Regions from separate parts of the Mus musculus genome. Here regions 1, 3 and 4 are each linked to region 2. The links are chromatin contacts, called in public ChIA-PET, Hi-C and HiChIP or PLAC-seq maps. All regions are on one chromosome and are shown on one strand. The core of a region is the stretch at or near the end of the contact, and the rest is flanking DNA. Distances in the headings are between cores, read along the strand shown. Region 1 holds the start of Lcmt1 (leucine carboxyl methyltransferase 1). Region 2 overlaps Gm39083 (a long non-coding RNA gene). Region 3 overlaps Prkcb (protein kinase C, beta). Region 4 overlaps Arhgap17 (Rho GTPase activating protein 17).

The links. A called contact is a pair of places that touch in the nucleus more often than the background predicts. ChIA-PET counts read pairs in DNA pulled down with a chosen protein or histone mark. HiChIP or PLAC-seq counts read pairs in DNA pulled down with a chosen protein or histone mark.
Region 1: a contact with region 2 is called in a Hi-C map of the N1E-115 cell line, with 3 times the contacts expected there. The contact joins the promoter of Lcmt1 here to the enhancer-like site in region 2. A contact is called at or near these places in 3 of 484 Hi-C or Micro-C datasets (CD4 T cells, the N1E-115 cell line and Th1 cells).
Region 3: a contact with region 2 is called in an H3K27ac HiChIP or PLAC-seq map of DN3 thymocytes, with 17 times the contacts expected there. The contact joins two enhancer-like sites. A contact is called at or near these places in 3 of 39 promoter capture datasets (the C10 cell line, hippocampal neurons and liver), 2 of 15 datasets of contacts at CTCF or cohesin (embryonic stem cells and pro-B cells), 17 of 484 Hi-C or Micro-C datasets (the C10 cell line, CD4 T cells, the HPC-5 cell line and 14 more), 18 of 115 datasets of contacts at active chromatin or transcription factors (the 230-238 cell line, DN3 thymocytes, SST interneurons and 12 more) and 2 of 9 other capture datasets (adipose tissue and liver).
Region 4: a contact with region 2 is called in an RNA polymerase II ChIA-PET map of memory CD8 T cells, with 7 read pairs. The contact joins two enhancer-like sites. A contact is called at or near these places in 3 of 115 datasets of contacts at active chromatin or transcription factors (bone marrow-derived macrophages, embryonic stem cells and memory CD8 T cells).

The regions. Positions count from the first base shown.
Region 1 is chr7:123,376,268-123,380,299 of GRCm38.p6, reverse strand. Lcmt1 (leucine carboxyl methyltransferase 1) reads right to left here and starts at 2,318. Exons shown (of 11, transcript NM_025304.3): 1 at 2,045-2,318. The coding sequence starts at 2,151.
Region 2 is chr7:122,938,051-122,942,399 of GRCm38.p6, reverse strand. It overlaps Gm39083 (a long non-coding RNA gene), which reads right to left. Exons shown (of 3, transcript XR_869924.1): 2 at 2,496-2,544; 3 at 2,042-2,321. Among named protein-coding and RNA genes, the nearest start is that of Gm39083, 4.4 kb to the right of the region's middle. Within about 2 kb of position 1,894, at least 130 of the 459 cell types and tissues checked have an H3K27ac peak or open chromatin away from gene starts, as enhancers often do. A contact at or near this core is called in DN3 thymocytes, the N1E-115 cell line, Th1 cells and 3 more, where this site is marked.
Region 3 is chr7:122,464,528-122,468,716 of GRCm38.p6, reverse strand. All of the region lies in intron 5 of Prkcb (protein kinase C, beta), which reads right to left. Among named protein-coding and RNA genes, the nearest start is that of Gm51497, 170 kb to the right of the region's middle. Within about 2 kb of position 2,691, at least 19 of the 459 cell types and tissues checked have an H3K27ac peak or open chromatin away from gene starts, as enhancers often do. A contact at or near this core is called in DN3 thymocytes and pro-B cells, where this site is marked.
Region 4 is chr7:123,320,795-123,324,762 of GRCm38.p6, reverse strand. It overlaps Arhgap17 (Rho GTPase activating protein 17), which reads left to right. Exons shown (of 20, transcript NM_144529.2): 4 at 1,077-1,150; 5 at 2,773-2,884; 6 at 3,099-3,175. Among named protein-coding and RNA genes, the nearest start is that of Arhgap17, 47 kb to the left of the region's middle. Within about 2 kb of position 2,197, at least 99 of the 459 cell types and tissues checked have an H3K27ac peak or open chromatin away from gene starts, as enhancers often do. A contact at or near this core is called in bone marrow-derived macrophages and memory CD8 T cells, where this site is marked.

The DNA.
Region 1 (4,032 bases), core at 1,069-3,568, 440 kb before region 2:
AGAGGCAGAGGCAAGCAGATCTCTGTGAATTAGAGGCCAGCTTGGTCTACAGAGCAAGTTCCAAGACAGCCAGGGCTACACAGAGAAACCCTGTGTAGAAAAACAAAACAAGGGAAAAAAAAAACTCAACAACAACAAAACAAAAAACAGAAACAACAACAACAACAAAATCCAAACCAGATTCTCAGAGACAAGGATCCAGTGCAAAAAGCTCTGAATGCAAACCACAGCCTCCACTACTCGAAAGGATCTACTGATAGTGGATAGCAGAGAGTATCACTGAATCTTCAAAGCCACTTAAGAGACCAGATCGCTGCCACCCGCCACGCCACATCTGCTTCTGTCTGTCTCTGTCTCTTTCTCACACACACACGCTTTTACTGTGTGATGTACGCGGGCGTACCTGCATGTGCAGATGTATACAGCTATGCATGCACATGCTCGGTCCTGAGATTGATAGCGGGTGTCTTCCTCTATCACTTTCCACCTTATTTTTTGAGACAGGGTTTCTCATTGAACCTGGAACTTGCCAATTTAGCTAGACCAAGTTGGTCAGGGAGCTCCAGGGAACCCCTTGTTCCCAATCCCCAGGATGGGGGTTACAGGCATATGAGCTCAGGTCACAATGGTTGCACAGCAAGCACTTTCCCAACTAAGCTCTCTCCCCAGCCCCTACTTCAGAGACAAGAAATCTAAGGCAAAAAAAAAAAAAAAAAAGTTAGGGGGCTGGGGAGATGGCTCAGTGGGTAAGAACACTTTTTGTACAAGCCTGAGGACTGAGTTGGATCCCCAGCACAATAAAAAAGAAGGGCATGGCTTTTCACGCACCTGCAACCCGTGATGGGGGCTGGGGGCAGGAAGACTGCTGAGGTCTCTAAGGTTTGCTCCTTACCTAACCAGTCTGGCTGAAAAGGTGAGAGATCTTATCTCAAGGGAACAAGGCAGAACGATAGAGCAGGATACCCAACATCCTCCTCTAGGATGCACAGGTAGTCACCCACACATGCATGCCCCCAACACACACACACATACACATTAGGAACTTGCCCAAGTTTATATAGCTTAGGCAGTCTGGCTCCAGGACTGATGCTTTAAATCCCATTGCTTAGTTTCTAAGACCCTACAAAGAGTGCAACACTTCATTCCAAAACTTGTATTCCCCACACTATAACACCTCTCTGGCCCCCAGCCCACGCCTCTCTCCAGGGCATTGTCCTAATTGTTCCAAAGCCCACACTCGTCCCTAGTTCTGAACATTGTCCTACTTCCCTGTCTCAGGCTTTTTCTTGCCAGTTTAAACATCCCTGGATAAATTTCAAACTCTAAAGACATCTCCAAGAGCCCAACACTAAAGTATGAGTTTACTGCTCCTCCCAACGAGGCTGTGAGTCTAGTATGTCAACACCATGTCTGTTTTGCTCCTTTAAGTATTTGCAATCACTGAAAGCAAACCCTACCAATTAGCTCAAAGTAAGGCACAGTGTACTGTCTCAATAGCTTTGTTGCAGGAATGAAGGACATGCAAGCTTTATGTTTTCTTGTGCACTGACAAGACCCACCACCACCACCTACTACAACTCCATAAATACTGTGACCTATGTATAGTGCTGATTCTACAAACACTGCGGGTGCTGGGACCTGCAATCTACCCCTCCCTCATAGACTTGAGCTTCAGCTGCACAATGGGGAATAATGACCAATTTCAACAGGATTGTAACCTACCAAGCAAAGTTCCTTTTCTAACCCAGCAAAGCTGTAGTTATTACTTGCAACACACCCTGTCTTTCCTGAAGGCTAAGATCTTGCAAGCTTTGTTCAGAGCCTTACTCCCAGTCGTGGTACCCCGGGTTCACACACACTCGTTAATTGTGACTTAAATGAACCTCTCCCTGCTCCGTGCACTTCCCAGGTGTGAAGCCAGGGCCGCTCCAGATGAGTGCGACAGCCCCTTCCCAGTGTCCTAGCGTATGCCTTGGTCAGTGGCCCTCTAGCCACCTAGGCTCGGGACACCAGCTCCCATCCCAAACCCAGCGCCCCCAGGCACCTCTTGCAGAGAGAAGCATCTTCGCAGGTGCCGCGCACTCCCTCGTCGTCCAAGTCACAGCTCGACGAGCAGGAAGAGAACGAGGACTCCCTCGAGCTGGAGGCCATGTGCGTGGGATGTTCTGGGGTGCGGCACCCACCAGGGACATGGAAACGGGGAAACGAGCAGTGGGGGAAAGAGGCAAGAAACAGGCACCGACTAAAGCTGCAAAGATAAGGCGCGATAGGCGGGCGCTGCTCAGTGACGCCGCCCCCGCACCGCCCACCCACCTTTCAGCTGACTGGCTCCCGGGACATGACGTTTGTCGGACCAAGTTCCTCGTCCAGTCAGACCATTGGAGGATTCTTTAGGCTCCGCCCGCACAACCCGGAAGTTTCTAGAGAGCCCGGACATGCTGGTGGCGCCGCAATCCTTTTTGGGAAATGTAGTCTTAGTGGCTTCTTGTCGCTCAGTAACTTACAAACACAGTCAATTCAGGGCTGAAGGGCAGAGAGTCCACCCAAAAGAAGCAAGTTTAATGTATTAACTTTCTGTCTCCATTTAGATCATTCAACACTGTAACAAACTTCTAGTCGGGGAGTCAACACTGTGTCAGGTCCTGTGCTAATCAATGCCTTTGAGATGTTAGGAAGTGACTAGGAACATAGCTCAGAGCGCTCGCCTGGGAGTAGGGTTCTCAGAAAGAAAAGGGGGAAAAAGTTGTGAAAGAGAGAGTTGTGAAGAACAAAATGGAAAACTTTGTAACCATGAGAGTAAATTGGGGATGGGGCTACAAAATTTCTTGAACTCTGTTTCAGAATCAACAGATGTAATCAAAATAGTCTGCGGGACTGAGGAACAAGTGAATAGAAATCAAGGTTTAGGTGACATGAATGGGGAAGGTGGGGGAAGAGAAACCAGTGAAAGGACAGAGGGAGGACAGTTTCTCAAATGAGTAAATATGTTTCATAATTGTGCGTGTGCAGTGTACTTTACAGGTATTCCATAATGGATCACTATAAAACTCTAAATAAAATTGAAGGGTTATTTTCTATTTTGTTTGTTGTTTGGGAGAGAGGAAGGGATAAGCTCTAGCTTTAAGAAGTCTAAATCATACCCATAAAAATTCTGTGGCGATAGGGCAGTGATAAACACTTGCCCACCCTTTCCAGGGTTTTTGGATCTGAGCTCAGAAACACACACACACACACACACACACACACACAGAGAGAGAGAGAGAGAGAGAGAGAGAGAGAGAGAGAGAGGAAGAGAGAGAGAGAATGTTTGGGAAGCGAGAGCAATAGGATCCTTTGAGCCTAGTGTTGGAGGTCAGCCTGGATAATATAGCAAGACTATATTTCAAATTAAAAAAAGAAAAACTAGATGAGTTCTCCTATAATGAAGCCTGGCCTTTAACTCACTGTGTAGCCAAAAATGACCTTGAACTTCTAATTCAATGACCTTGAACTTCTGGTGCCTACACGTCTCCAGTGCTGGGATTGTAGGTATGTGTAACCACATGTAATTTGTACACTATTGAGGCTCAAACCCTGAGTTTAGTGCAATCTAGAAAATATTCTACCAACTGAGCTACATACTGACTCAATTCCTTAAAAAAGAAAACAGCAAATCAACCTATATATGTTCATATATTTTGTTTTATTTATTATTCACTGGAGACACAAGTAACCACTGATACTTCAGGGAGAGATGGCGAAAGGAATAACTGGAGTTCTGAAGTGTCGTTGAAGCTAATCTTGAGGGGTTATGATAAATTACCCTGACAAAAGCAACTTAAAGGGCAATATACTTTATTTTGGCTTGCAGTTTATTTTAGTTATTTTTCTATTGTTGTGAAAAGATACCATAACCAAGGCAGCTTATATAAGAAATCATTTAATCAGGGGCTTGCTTACATTTTCAGAGGGCCACTTCATGACTATCATAATGGTGAACAGGGCAGCATGTAAGCAGGCTTGGATAATATAGCCTGAGAGTTGGGGGTGGAT
Region 2 (4,349 bases), core at 645-3,144:
AAGAGCACTGATGGCTCTTCCAGAGGATGCAGATTCTTTTATCAGCACTCACATGGCAGCGCACAGCCATCTCTAACTCCAGTCTCAGGGACTCTGACGCCCTCTTCTGGCCCCTGTAGACACTACATGCATGAGGTGCACAAACATGCATGAAGGGGGGAAAAAAAAACCAAACCAAACCAAAACCCATACACGTAAAATAAAAATAAATAAACCTGGAGACAAGATTTTCAAAAAAAAGAATGTTGCCTCACCAGGATGCATGGATTAACCTCTAGATTTTTGAATCCTGGTCCACGTTTTATTATCTATCTTTATATCAGTGTCCCTTGAGTGAGTTTTAAAAACAACAAACTTCGATTCCTTAAACTCAACTTTTGCTTTGTTTCTTCTTTTGACCTGGTCTCAGGTAGCTCAGGTTGGCCCCATACTCCCTCTCTCTAACTCTATTCTTATATATTTATAAGTAAAGATCACTTGGATCCTGACCCTCCTGTTTCCATCTCCGGAGTCTTGGTGTTCCAGATTTGAGCCACCATGTTCTGTTTGAGGGTTTTCTTTGTAAAGAATTCAGTTACTCGGGGGCTCTTCTCATTCCATGTGAGTTTTAGAGTCAAGTTTCCCACATTTGTCAAAAAAAAAGTTGTGGAGGGGCTGGTGTGACGGCCCAGTGGGTACTCTGCTTGTTCAGCAAGCGTGAAGGCTGGGGTTTGGACTCCCCCAGCACACACATCAATACCACATGGGCTTGATGACCAGTTTATAACCCCAGCACTGGGGAGTCCCCAGAGCAGGCAAGTCCGGGGTCAAGTGAGACACTGCCTGGATTGAGGAGCTGGAGAGTGACTGGCACCCGTTCTATGTGCACCAACGAATGCACGTGCCTCTGTACAGGTGAGAAAAACACACTCACAGTCCACTCACACAAATATGTACAGAAAAAGGTTGTTGGGCTTTTTGTACCTATTGCATGCTTGGGTAGCCCTGTCGTGTTTTCTGTTTCACTAATGCCAGCCTTGTTTAATTTATCTCACTGACATATTAGAGTTTTCAGTGGCCGATTTTCATACCTCCTGGGTTAAATTTGTTCCAAAGTGTTGTATTCAATTTGATGCTATTATAAGTGGAATTGTTTTCCTAATTGAGTTTTCAGGTTACCCGGTGCTGATGTATGGAAACACAGCTGACTGCGTTTGTGTGTCCTGCTGCTACCGCGTACACTTGCTGAATTTATTAGCACTAATAGTTTCTGTGGTGTGGGAATTTGCAGGATTTCCTACAGCGAGGTCACTAATGTCTAAAAATGATGATACATTTATGTAAATGAATTATTTATTCCAGCTAGCCCGAATAAAAGGTACAAAATCCTGATAATTTACAAGCTCTAAGCCCAGATTGGGCAGGCTGTGAGCTATTCTAACTTAAATCCCAGTCAAATGTCCCTTGTTCCTTGCTGTTTGAGTCTCAGTCCCGGATATCTCTGTCCCATCCGCCTGTCCTCAGGCTCCACCTCCCTCATGGCAACCTTCCCCTCTCTCTACCTCCTTTCTCCTCCTCCTTCTGGTCTCTCCTGAAACCCCTCACTCGATCCTCAAGTCCTGCTTGTCTCTCTATTGCCCAGTCACAGGCTCTAGCCTTTTATTAATCAAATAATATTAAAGTAGGGAGCAAGGTTTACATAGAGTAAAAAAAAAAGTTTACTTGTTGAATGTGAGGATCTGCTTGCCTTGGGCAACTAGATCTTGGGGGTAGTATTTAACATTTAAAAGCCTACCAGCCTCAGACCAACCCCCGACACATTTACACTTTCGCTTTCAGTCGGATGCTATGAGTGGTAGAACAAGAGAGGCTCAGATGAATAGCAATTGCAGGAGCTGGTGTGCTTATCCTTTGACTGCTAAACATCCTGCTGGGTGTGGTATTCACGAAGGTTGGTCCCGTGCTTTGTACCAATCAGAAAGAGCTCGTGGAGTTTCCCCTCTGTTAACGTCTTGCGTTGCATTTTAGTTTTTGGTTTTTAAGGAGGTCAGAAATTAAGATTTAACCGTTTCCTCTTGCCTTTCCCTGCTGACAATTGAGTCGCCTGATGCAGTTAGGGTTAGAAATTTCATGGCCTCGATCAAATGAGATACCAGGAATCCTTCATGGCGCTGCTGCTTTCTGATGTGGCAAAGTAGGGTAGGTATATTGACAGTGGCTGGAGGTGGGCTGAAGCCAAGGAGACCCTGGAAAGTTCCCACACAGACAGCCATCTTCTACCTCCTTCCTGTGACCAGGAAGGAATTCAAGAGAAGACTATAGATCTCCTTTGGTTTAGGTTGCTGAAAGGACAAATTAAAGACATCTTTAAAACTAATTGCATCATCATCATCATCATCACCATCATCATCATCTGTGTGTGTGTGTGTGTGTGTGTGTGTTAATCCAAAGAACCACTACTATGGGACAGAGACACGGAGGCACCAGGAGGGAGAGAGGCCCATTAGGAAGGTTACCGAGCAGGTCATTGTTGGGGCAACTGGGTTCCAAACACCACAGAGAAACCTGGGGAGAAAGTAAGGAAAATGCCGTTCAGAGTTGTCTTGTATACAACTATATCTACATCTATGTCTCTATAGGGAGGTGTTGACACAATGGCTGCTTTTATTATAGACTGGTTTTATTTTATTTATTATTACCACTACTCTCTCTCTCTCTGTGTGTGTGTGTGTGTGTGTGTGTGTGTGTGTGTGTGTGTGTGTGTGCGTGAGAGAGAGAGAGAGAGAGAGAGAGAGAGAGAGAGAATATCTCATGGAAGTGCTGAGATTACAGATGTGAGCCACTGTATCTAGTTTTCTGAGTTCTAGGGATTGAGTCCAGGCTGTGTGGCAGGTACTTTTACACACTAAACTAAACCACCAGTTAATGACTCTTTTAAGACATGTTTTAAAGAAGCTAATCGTTTAAGACAGTATAACAAATAAGGGTTTCAAGACATTTTCATACGGATGTGGCATTATACTTCACTGTATTTTATTTCCCACCCCCAGTTCCTTCCTGTCTGCGGCTGGTTCCCTTTCTTTCACTAGGAAGCCCCCACTTCTGCTTTGTTCATGCCTTTTCATGGCTGAAACACATTGGATCATGACAGTACCTTATTAACCCTTGAAGATAGATATTGGACTTGTCTTTACCTTTTTTTTTTAGATTTATTTATTTATTATATGGAAGTACATTATAGCTGTCTTCAGACACTCCAGAAGAGGGAGTCAGATCTCGTTACGGATGGTTGTGAGCCACCATGTGGTTGCTGGGATTTGAACTCTGGACCTTCGGAAGAGCAGTCGGGTGCTCTTACCCACTGAGCCATCTCACCAGCCGTCTTTACCTTTTTGATATCATGAACAATAGATGTTTGGCAGCTGTGAATACTTGTGTGCTTTTTTTTGTGTAGACATGTGTATGAATTTCCCTTAGATATATATAGCCAGGAGCAGAATTTCTGGGTTCTATGGTAACCCCGTGTTTTATAATTTAAGAAACTGTCAAACTTTTCCACAAAGAGGCTGCTCCTTTCTGCATCCCTCCAGCGGCATAAGAAGGCTCCGGTCCAGTTTCTCTCCACGCGCACCAGCACTTACTTGTCTTTCTTCCTGATCACGGCCTCCTGGTGAGGACGGTAAGCCACAGTGGCTTTGATTAGAATGCCCCTAATGACCGGTGATGATGAGCATCTTTTCCTGTGCTCCTTTGCTCTTTTTTGCTTGCCTGGTGCTTTAACCCAGATTTCATGCCTGAGGGCTCTGAGCTTCTGGTGTGAAGCTCAAAGCAGGCTGGATTGCTGTGACTGCCTTTTCACAGGTGAAACTAGCTCAGAACACAGAATTTTTTTAGTAAGTCCTCTCTGCATTAGAAACATCTCCACTCTGTCTTCATTGCATAGCAGAGATTTGGGGTCTTTTTGATAATGACAACCAATTAGCTCTACTGGGATAGTGGCACCATCTTCTGTTGCTAGGCTACTGGTGCTCAGAGCTCCAGGTGATCAGGCTTCAGCTTAGAGGGATGATTACGGTCTCATTCAGTAGAACTGTCTCCCCCCCAAGAGAATCAGGGCCTCAAACTGCAGGATTTAAGGTTTCAGGGAGAGAGGTGATCTAGATTCTCTAAGTGTGCTGTTGGGAGTGGTGGTAGAGACAACATGTCTGCCTGTTAGATTTTAGGTCTCTGTATTGTGTTAAGGGGGCACTACCATCTACAGGTTGTTGGCTCAGAGTGTGTATCATATCTTGATGGACAACATTTTAATCTGCAAGGTATCATTCCTAGACTGGAGTCTTGGTAGCATCATGAATGGATCATCTCAGTAT
Region 3 (4,189 bases), core at 1,442-3,941, 470 kb after region 2:
TGTATTTCTTAAGTCGTATAAGTAGAAAGAAACACAACATAATTTGAAAGTATATGGCATATAATTACATGACTTAATGAATTGTATAAACTGAGCACAACTGGATAACAATTCCTGTTCAGAAAAGGACTAGCCTATTCAAAGCCGACATTTCAGCAACTGCCTAACATCCCAAAAGACGGATATGTTCTGTTCAAGCTTATTACTCTTTCCACCACAGTCGGTAAACACGCTCATTTGGTACCTGTTCCTCTGTGTGACAGTGTTTATTTTAGTTGGACAGATTCCCAAACAGGGAATTCGAGAGCCACCACACATAGGTGCATTTTAATGAACATTGCTAGGGACTCCTCCAGAGATGGTAACAAGTCAGAGTCGGGTGGTGCTTTCCTTAGTGAAGCTCCTCGGGCAGTTAGAACAGTGCTTGTGCTGTCTTCCCTCTTAGGGTTGGGGGCCTCGGGCCATTGCCTGACCTTGGCTCTTCCCCTAAAGCTCTGGGAGGACCAGGACAAGGATTGAGCAGCTCAGCTTTCTCCAATTCCTCGAGATTTTCAACAACCAACACATCCACCTACAACTTCCGGGCTAGAAAGGAAGCATGGGCTGGCCCTGGCCTGTGCCGTGTGCAGACCGCTCTATACTACTGCAGAGGTGGGAAGACCACATGACCCAGCTTCTTTATGCCAGCCAACGACACTCCACCCTGCCGGGCTCATTTCAAGAGTTGGCTCTCCAGCCAACGCACAGGAAGGTTCCGAAGAGCCTGCTTCACTGCACTGTGAGCCCTTCACACAGCAACAGCTATGAAGTATGATACAGCCTGAGGGGTTTAAGTTGTCAAGGGCTCCTTAGCTCCCAGACTCCCTAAGGGCACATGGGATAGTGAGGGCAGGACCCCCCTCGCCCCCCAACAGTGTTTAATAGATCCTCACTGATTTCTGTGACATCACACACACACAACTGTGTTTAATAGATCCGTAGTGATTTCTGTGACATCAATCAATCAGTCAGTCAATCAATCATCAATCAATCAGTCGAGGAGGAATGGATGGGGCTATGGCAGAGTCAAACGCGATTGTCAAAACTCAGATACTGGACACTGCAGATGTGTATATAGGATAATATGTAAATTCTCTTTCAAAGTTTAAAAGATAGATTCTGATTTTGAATTGTTCATATGATGGATCGTTTAGCAAGAACTGAGTGGATGTCTGTAATTTACTTTGAAGTGTGTTAAAAATAAGACAGGTGGGTGATTGGAAAGCAAGATAGACAGACACATGATCAAGGCCAGTGTGGTCCCTGGCAATGGGAGCTCTTAGAAGGCAGATGCACGAGGTCTGCTGTGAAACTGGTGGCTGAGAGAAACACTTCCTGATAAAACGTTGGGGAAAACTGAAAGCCAGGAGGTGGTCATCCCTACTCCTCACTCCTCAGAGTGTCGCCGTACAGCACATACCACACACTGACACGATAGTGCAAGCAGAGAGTCCCACGGCTGGCAACACTAAGGACACTGCACGAAACAGCCTTTAGGGTGTGTAGATAAGGTATGTGAGACATGAAAGAAGTCCACCATCTGTGTGAGTCACACCTTCAATGCATCTCACTGTGTTTCCACAGATATTCCAAAAGTGGAGAAAATCTGTCATGTAAAGGACTAAAGATTCCACACTTTTCAGATAGAGAGTGTCTGAGCATTACTCCAGGACTGGGTCCTGTCCTGCTCTGTGTGGAGCCTTCTTTCCTCTGGGCCTCAGTGAGCCCATCTGTGTGGCAATGCCCTTTCCTTACAGACAGTGACAGTGATGGGGTGTGTAGACTTCATCCTCAGTACGCATGCCTTTGTGTGTGTGTGTGTGTGTGTGTGTGTTTACATTTCGGGGGAGGGGAGGGGAGAGGGGACTGAGCTCAGAGTCTCACAAATACCAGGCAATTTTCTACTACTGAATTATTTCCCCAGCCCTCTTTCTGGATTATTTTTTTATTACACTAATTGATTAGGCATATGTGAGTGTATGTGTGTGTGTCCACACATATGCGCACATGCACAGGAGAAGTTGCGGTCAGTTCTCTCCTTCCGTCATGAAGATCCCAGGGATAGAACACTGAGTCAAGCTTTCCACGAAAGAACCTTTGCTCAGGGGTCCATCCTGCCATGTGTGCAAGCCCCTCCCCCACCGCACCCTAAGCCCCCTTTTTTTCTTTCTATTTTGAGACATGTTCTCACTGAGTGGCCCAGGCTGGCCTCGAACTCATCCTGAAGCCCAGTTAGGCCTTGAGCTTGTGACCCTCTGCCTCAGTTTCCCAAGCAGCTGGAGTTATGGAAGTGAGGCACCATGCCATGCTTAAACTGGAACATTTATTTAAAAGAGACCAAACTTCTGTGGAGGGATGGTTTTGTAGTCAGCGACTGCCCCCTTGTGGTCCTGAGCTGCCAGTTCACATCCTTTTTTTTTTTTCTTTTTCCTTTTCCTTTTCCTTTTCCTTTCCCTTTCCCTTTCCCTTTCCCTTTCCCTTTCCCTTTCCATTTCCCTTTTCCTTTTCCTTTTCCTTAATAAAGCCTTGAAGCCAACACTTGGCTGGGTAATATTTTGAAGCATTATCGAAAGCTGCTTTTCCTCCACCACACTCCCCACATCCCCCTCTTTCTGCTTCAAACAAGTCATCAGCTCAAAGGAAGGATGTGACTGAGCAAAAAATAAACACAGCCGCAGGTTCATTCTGACTCTGCACTCAAATACCCACGAGCTTAAGAGGTTTGAGGAACAGCACACATTAAAGAGTGGGATTTGTAGACACGGTGCCTGGAGAACATGTGAGCTGAAGTCGGTTTTAACTTGGCAGAATGATGGGGAGTCTGCCTGTGTGGCAGACAAGAGAAGGCTGAGGAAGATGCTGCAGCCACCTCAGGGAACTGGCAAGGTTGTGACATCTGTCCAGGCAAAGAGATCTAACTTCTCTCCTGCTGTAATAGTAAGTTTTAGATTATTCGAAAATAGTGGACACTAGATGCCTACGTTAATGGCTGGGGGATCAAGGGACCCTGTCAAGTCTATACTCTTAATTTCTGATAGCATGAGGAGGAAGCCACACTCAGAAAGTAATAACGTCATCCTAAACTCCTTTCACTGCATGCCTCTGTTTGCCCTTCTGGAAAGGATCTGCATAGTACGTGCTCAGAAAACCTAGCTCACATTCATTTTCCCATTCCTTTGCCCCACTGATAACTGTCGTACTGTAAGAGACTTAGCTTGCCATGGCTTCCATCACAAACTTTAAGCCCCCTCTGAAGTCCCCACGGGACCAACACAATATTAATCTCTGCCTAGCTTTCCTGACAGCCTAGGAGACCTTTCAAGGCACAGGTCACATTTCCTTCACTCTAGGAACCAATCTAGTACTTGGGTCCTTCATGGATGGATGGGTGGGTGGATGGACGGACAGACAGACTCCTAGAAAGCCATCTTACCTCCCTACCTATAGCAAACCGCCTTACTCATACTGTAGACACCTAATCACCCAAGACTACTCCCTACCTCCCACCACATCCCTCAGGTACAGCAACTACCCAGGTACCCAGAGCTTTTTTGATTGTTGGTTTTGCTTGTTTTGTTTTACTCTTTGCATCTTGTTAAGAGTCTTCACATTGGCAAATACTTTGTCTCCAGCATTTCTCCAAACACTAAAGCAATCTTCCATGACACTCCAGCATCTGCTTCCTTCTTCCTGAAAGTTCTTTTAAAACCGTTTGAGAGCTTGGGGTGTAAGTAGACTGCAGACCCTTAGCTTCTTCCTGATGCTCATCAAGGACTTTTGTCTCCTTAATGTTCTTCTTCTGATATGTGGATATTGTGTCTTAGGGTAGAGTAAAGGGGTCACTATCCTGGAGATACCCAAGTCTGCCTGGAAGATATTGCAGTCTAAGAAGTTTCAGTCCAGTACAATCAATGTCCGGTAGTAAAAAACACTACTTGGGAGTTCCCAAGAGAAACATCAACAATTTGTCGCTTTGTTTTTCTAGAACAGCCCCAGATATGAGAAAATATAACCATAAATGCAAACATAACTCACAGTTTAAAATGTATGTCTGTGAAGACAGGAAGACTACACGTTTGAGACAGCCTGGGCCACAAAGTAAGACCCTGGGTCAAAAAAAAAAAAATGACAGCTATTAACATAGCCTGGG
Region 4 (3,968 bases), core at 948-3,447, 380 kb before region 2:
ATCTCTGATAGGAAAATGATTGGCTTCCTGCTTTAAAACACCACAAAACTTGCTTAGTATTTTTAGGTGTTTAAAACTACATTTTAGGATTATAGCCAAATCAAGACTCAGTTTAAGAATGTTCTAGCCAACATTTTGCAGTTGAGCATTTATTACAATTATTTATGATGATTTTTAGAGAGCATGGTATATTCATGAAACACAATCAGAAACTCTGGAATCCAGAGGCTGGGGCTCTAGCCCTGGTAGTGTTGGCCTGGCATGCACAAAGCCCTGGTTTCAGTCCCCAACACCACACAGACCAAGTGTGACAGTACCTGCCCATAATTCTAGCACTCAGAATGTGGAAACAGTAAAGTCACCCTTGACTACAAATGGTGAGTTCAAGGCCAGCTTGGGATACATGAGACCCTGTCTCAAGAACACACATGGCTGGCAGGGTGACTCAGCGCAGATAAAGGTGTTTGCCATCATGCTGATGACCTGAGCTGAATTCCAGAAGCCTACAGGGTAGAAGGAGAGAACTGACCCACAAGTTGAACTCTGGCTTCCACATTTGCACTGGTATAGGTGCTCCCTGCCCCCAGTAAATGAATTATTTTTAATAATTTTAAGTTTTAAGTAAAAATTAAAACAAAATCTAAAATCCAAAATTGTCTGAAATTGGAGACTTTTTGAATGCAGACTTTGGACCATTACATGTTTTGGATTTTCAAGTTAGGGATACTCAGTCAGTAAAGACAGTGCACCTATTCCAAGTCTAAAAATCTGAAACACTGTCCCAAGATTTCACACAAGCACACTTAGTCTCTGTTCACCTGATTAATTAGTAACAACCTCAGCAGCAACAGTAGCAGCTGTTGGACCCCTGGGGAGCACACCCTGTGTTGGGGGACACCCCACCACCACCATGTGCACGAGGCACCTGAAGTTCATTTAGTTAAAGGACAGCCACAGGGACAACTCTTCCTGGTGCAATTGCCTGGAGGGCAAGGGTACCCAGAGTGGCCTGAAGCAGACCAGTGAGAATGACTGAGAAACTACCCATACGAATTGACCTTGTCTTTGCCTTCTAGAAAAAGCTTCCTCTGACAGCTCTTGCCCAGAACATGCAGGAGGCTTCAGCCCAGCTGGAAGAGTCTCTCTTGGGGTAAGTGGTGCTTCTGAGAGCCCTTGGCCTGGAGCCTGGAGAACTGGGTAGCTGTGGTATCTGGCTGCCACCAGAGCAATTGGGAGCACAATAGTGGAGGCTCTTGCATCAGGGAGCAGCTTAGACCTTGGGGACAGATACCTAAAGGCTGTGATGCCAGGGAGGATCGTCTCTACTAAGAGCTTAGCCAGGCACAAGGGTCAGTCTGTGTTCCTCTATGCTTGGACATGAACGTGCATACCCCCCCATGCCAGTGTGTAGGCTCAGAGTTAGTACTGACCAGTCCTTCAGTGTCCCTCACTACCAGGGTGGCCACCAAAGCATGGAAGGTAGTGTTCTCTAATGAGTACATTTCCTGAATTATTTGGCTCATGTGGTGATTGTATGAACTTCAAAGTGTTAGGCCTACTTTACTTTCTTTTTAAATATGTTTTTATTTAATTGACCCATATATAATTGTATATTTATGAATCTAAGATATGATTATAATGATTGTATCTAGGTAATTGGAATGCTTATCTCTCTCTCTCTCTCTCTCTCTCTCTCTCACACACACACACACACACACACACACACACACACGCTCACACGTTAAGGTTTTTCTCAGAAACCCACACAGGTTTCCATCTTTGCTTCCTTGTACTAAGTCATTTTCCTCAATGACATCACAACAGTGATGCTGTGTACTAGCCCAATGCTGAATGCTCTCTAAGTACTCGCTCTCTTGGCCTTCAGAACAACCTCGGCATTGGGCAGGACGAATCCTTGTGTTCATACTTGAGGCAGGGAAAAGGGTGAGGGAGCTGCCTGAGCACAGAGCCTTCTTCAGCTTCTTCAGCTTCGATCTGATAGGACAGCCACCTCTCACCACACCACACCCTCTCCACGGAGAACTGGAGGGGCGCTGTGGAAAAGAAGGTCTAGAGGGTGGGCGGAGCCTGTGGAGTCACACATTTGCGCATGTATTTGGGGTTACATCAGCTGTGTGCTTAAGGAAAATGAGAAGGAAGTCTGCTGTTCAGTAGCACAGTGCTTGTGGCACGGAAGTGTTAGTCAGCCTCCTCATCTGCCCTCGAGAACCCTGTTTTATGATGCTGGGGAGGAACCCACATCGGTGCATGGGAAGCTGGAGACCCAGTTTCTGTGTTGACTCTGGAGAAGGCACCTCTAAGGCTACACTCACTCAGATACAAAACCACATGTAAGGAGTGACCTTTGCACATGCTAAGGTTTTTCTGGGTATTTTGAGAACACTCCTCTCACCTAACTTGAGAACCTAATTCTTGTTTAAGTTATGATCTCACTCTTCATACTTTATTTCCTCCCACATTTCATACATGCCAGAGACAGTCCGTCCCTCCTTCCCTTCAGCTTCCTGTTCGCAGGTTGGAACCTCGGGCCTCGTACGCTCTGTATCTTCAGTGAACCACCTTTCTGTCTCCATTCATTTCACTTTATAAGCCCAAAGCTGGACTTGTATTTTAGGTGATAGCACACATGCAAAGCATTGTAAAAGTTTTGTTGAGTAGTGCTCTGCTGTGTTCCTGTCATGGCAGAATGCAACCACATGACAGCTTAGTTTAATGAGTGCATGGCTATTGTTTGGTATCTTGTTCCTAAAGGAAGATGCTGGAGACCTGTGGGGACGCTGAGAACCAGCTGGCTCTTGAACTCTCACAACATGAAGTCTTTGTGGAGAAGGAGATCATGGACCCTCTCTACGGCATAGCAGAGGTGGGTGCTTGTGCTGCCCAGCCTGGCAGAGACCAGGTAGTAAACAGCTAGAGTGTTCCTATAGGACACTAATCAGCGGCTTTAATGTAGACCTATTTGGGGAAGTAAAGGAAGTTTGTGTCTAAAAGAAAACTTTTGTAAAGAGGTAATTGCTGTTTGAAGAATTCAGCTAAAATGTCCAGATTTATCTCTTGTGGTCTGTTTTTCCTTCCAGGTGGAGATTCCCAATATCCAGAAGCAAAGGAAGCAGCTTGCTAGATTGGTGTTGGACTGGGATTCAGTCAGAGCGAGGTAAGGTTACCGGTAAGAGAGTAGAGAAGAATGCAGAATGTTGTCCTATGATCAGGATTCAAGCCTGTCAGAGTCGAGCACTGACCAGACCACAGCCTGTGCATGCCCCTTTAACCCTACTCCTTCCAAGTGTGTCCGGGGGCTGCTGCTAGAGCATCCTGAACTAAGTGAGCCACCAAGGAAAGGGAGCAGAGAGAAGCACTAGGAAAATGGATAACTAGGAAAGAGGTGGGGCTGACAGTTCCACGATCACAGTTCTCAAAATGTTGGAGTTGAGGGATGATAGAGCTGTGGTCCTTACAGCTTATAAGAACCTCACCAGATAGCTGTCTCGGTATGAGGCTATGCCAGTGCCTGGCAAATACAGAAGTGGATGCTCACAGTCATCTATAAGATGGAACACAGAGCCCCCAATGGAGAAGCTAGAGAAAGTACCCAAGGAGCTGAGGGGGTCTGCAACCCTATAGGTGGAACAACAATATGAACTAACCAGTACCCCCGGAGCTTGTGTCTCTAGTTGCATATGTAGCAGAAGATGGCCTAGTCGGCTATCACTGGGAAGAGAGGCCCCTTGGTATTGCAAACTTTATATGCCCCAGTACAAGGGAATGCCAGGGCCAAGAAGCAGGAGTGGGTGGGTAGGGGAGCAGGGCGGGGGGAGGGTATAGGGAACTTTTGGAATAGCATTTGAAATTTGAAATGTATATAAAGAAAACATCTAATAAAAAAATAAAGCACATGTAATATTCAAAAACCAACCAACCAAACAAAAAAACAACAAAGAAAAAACCTC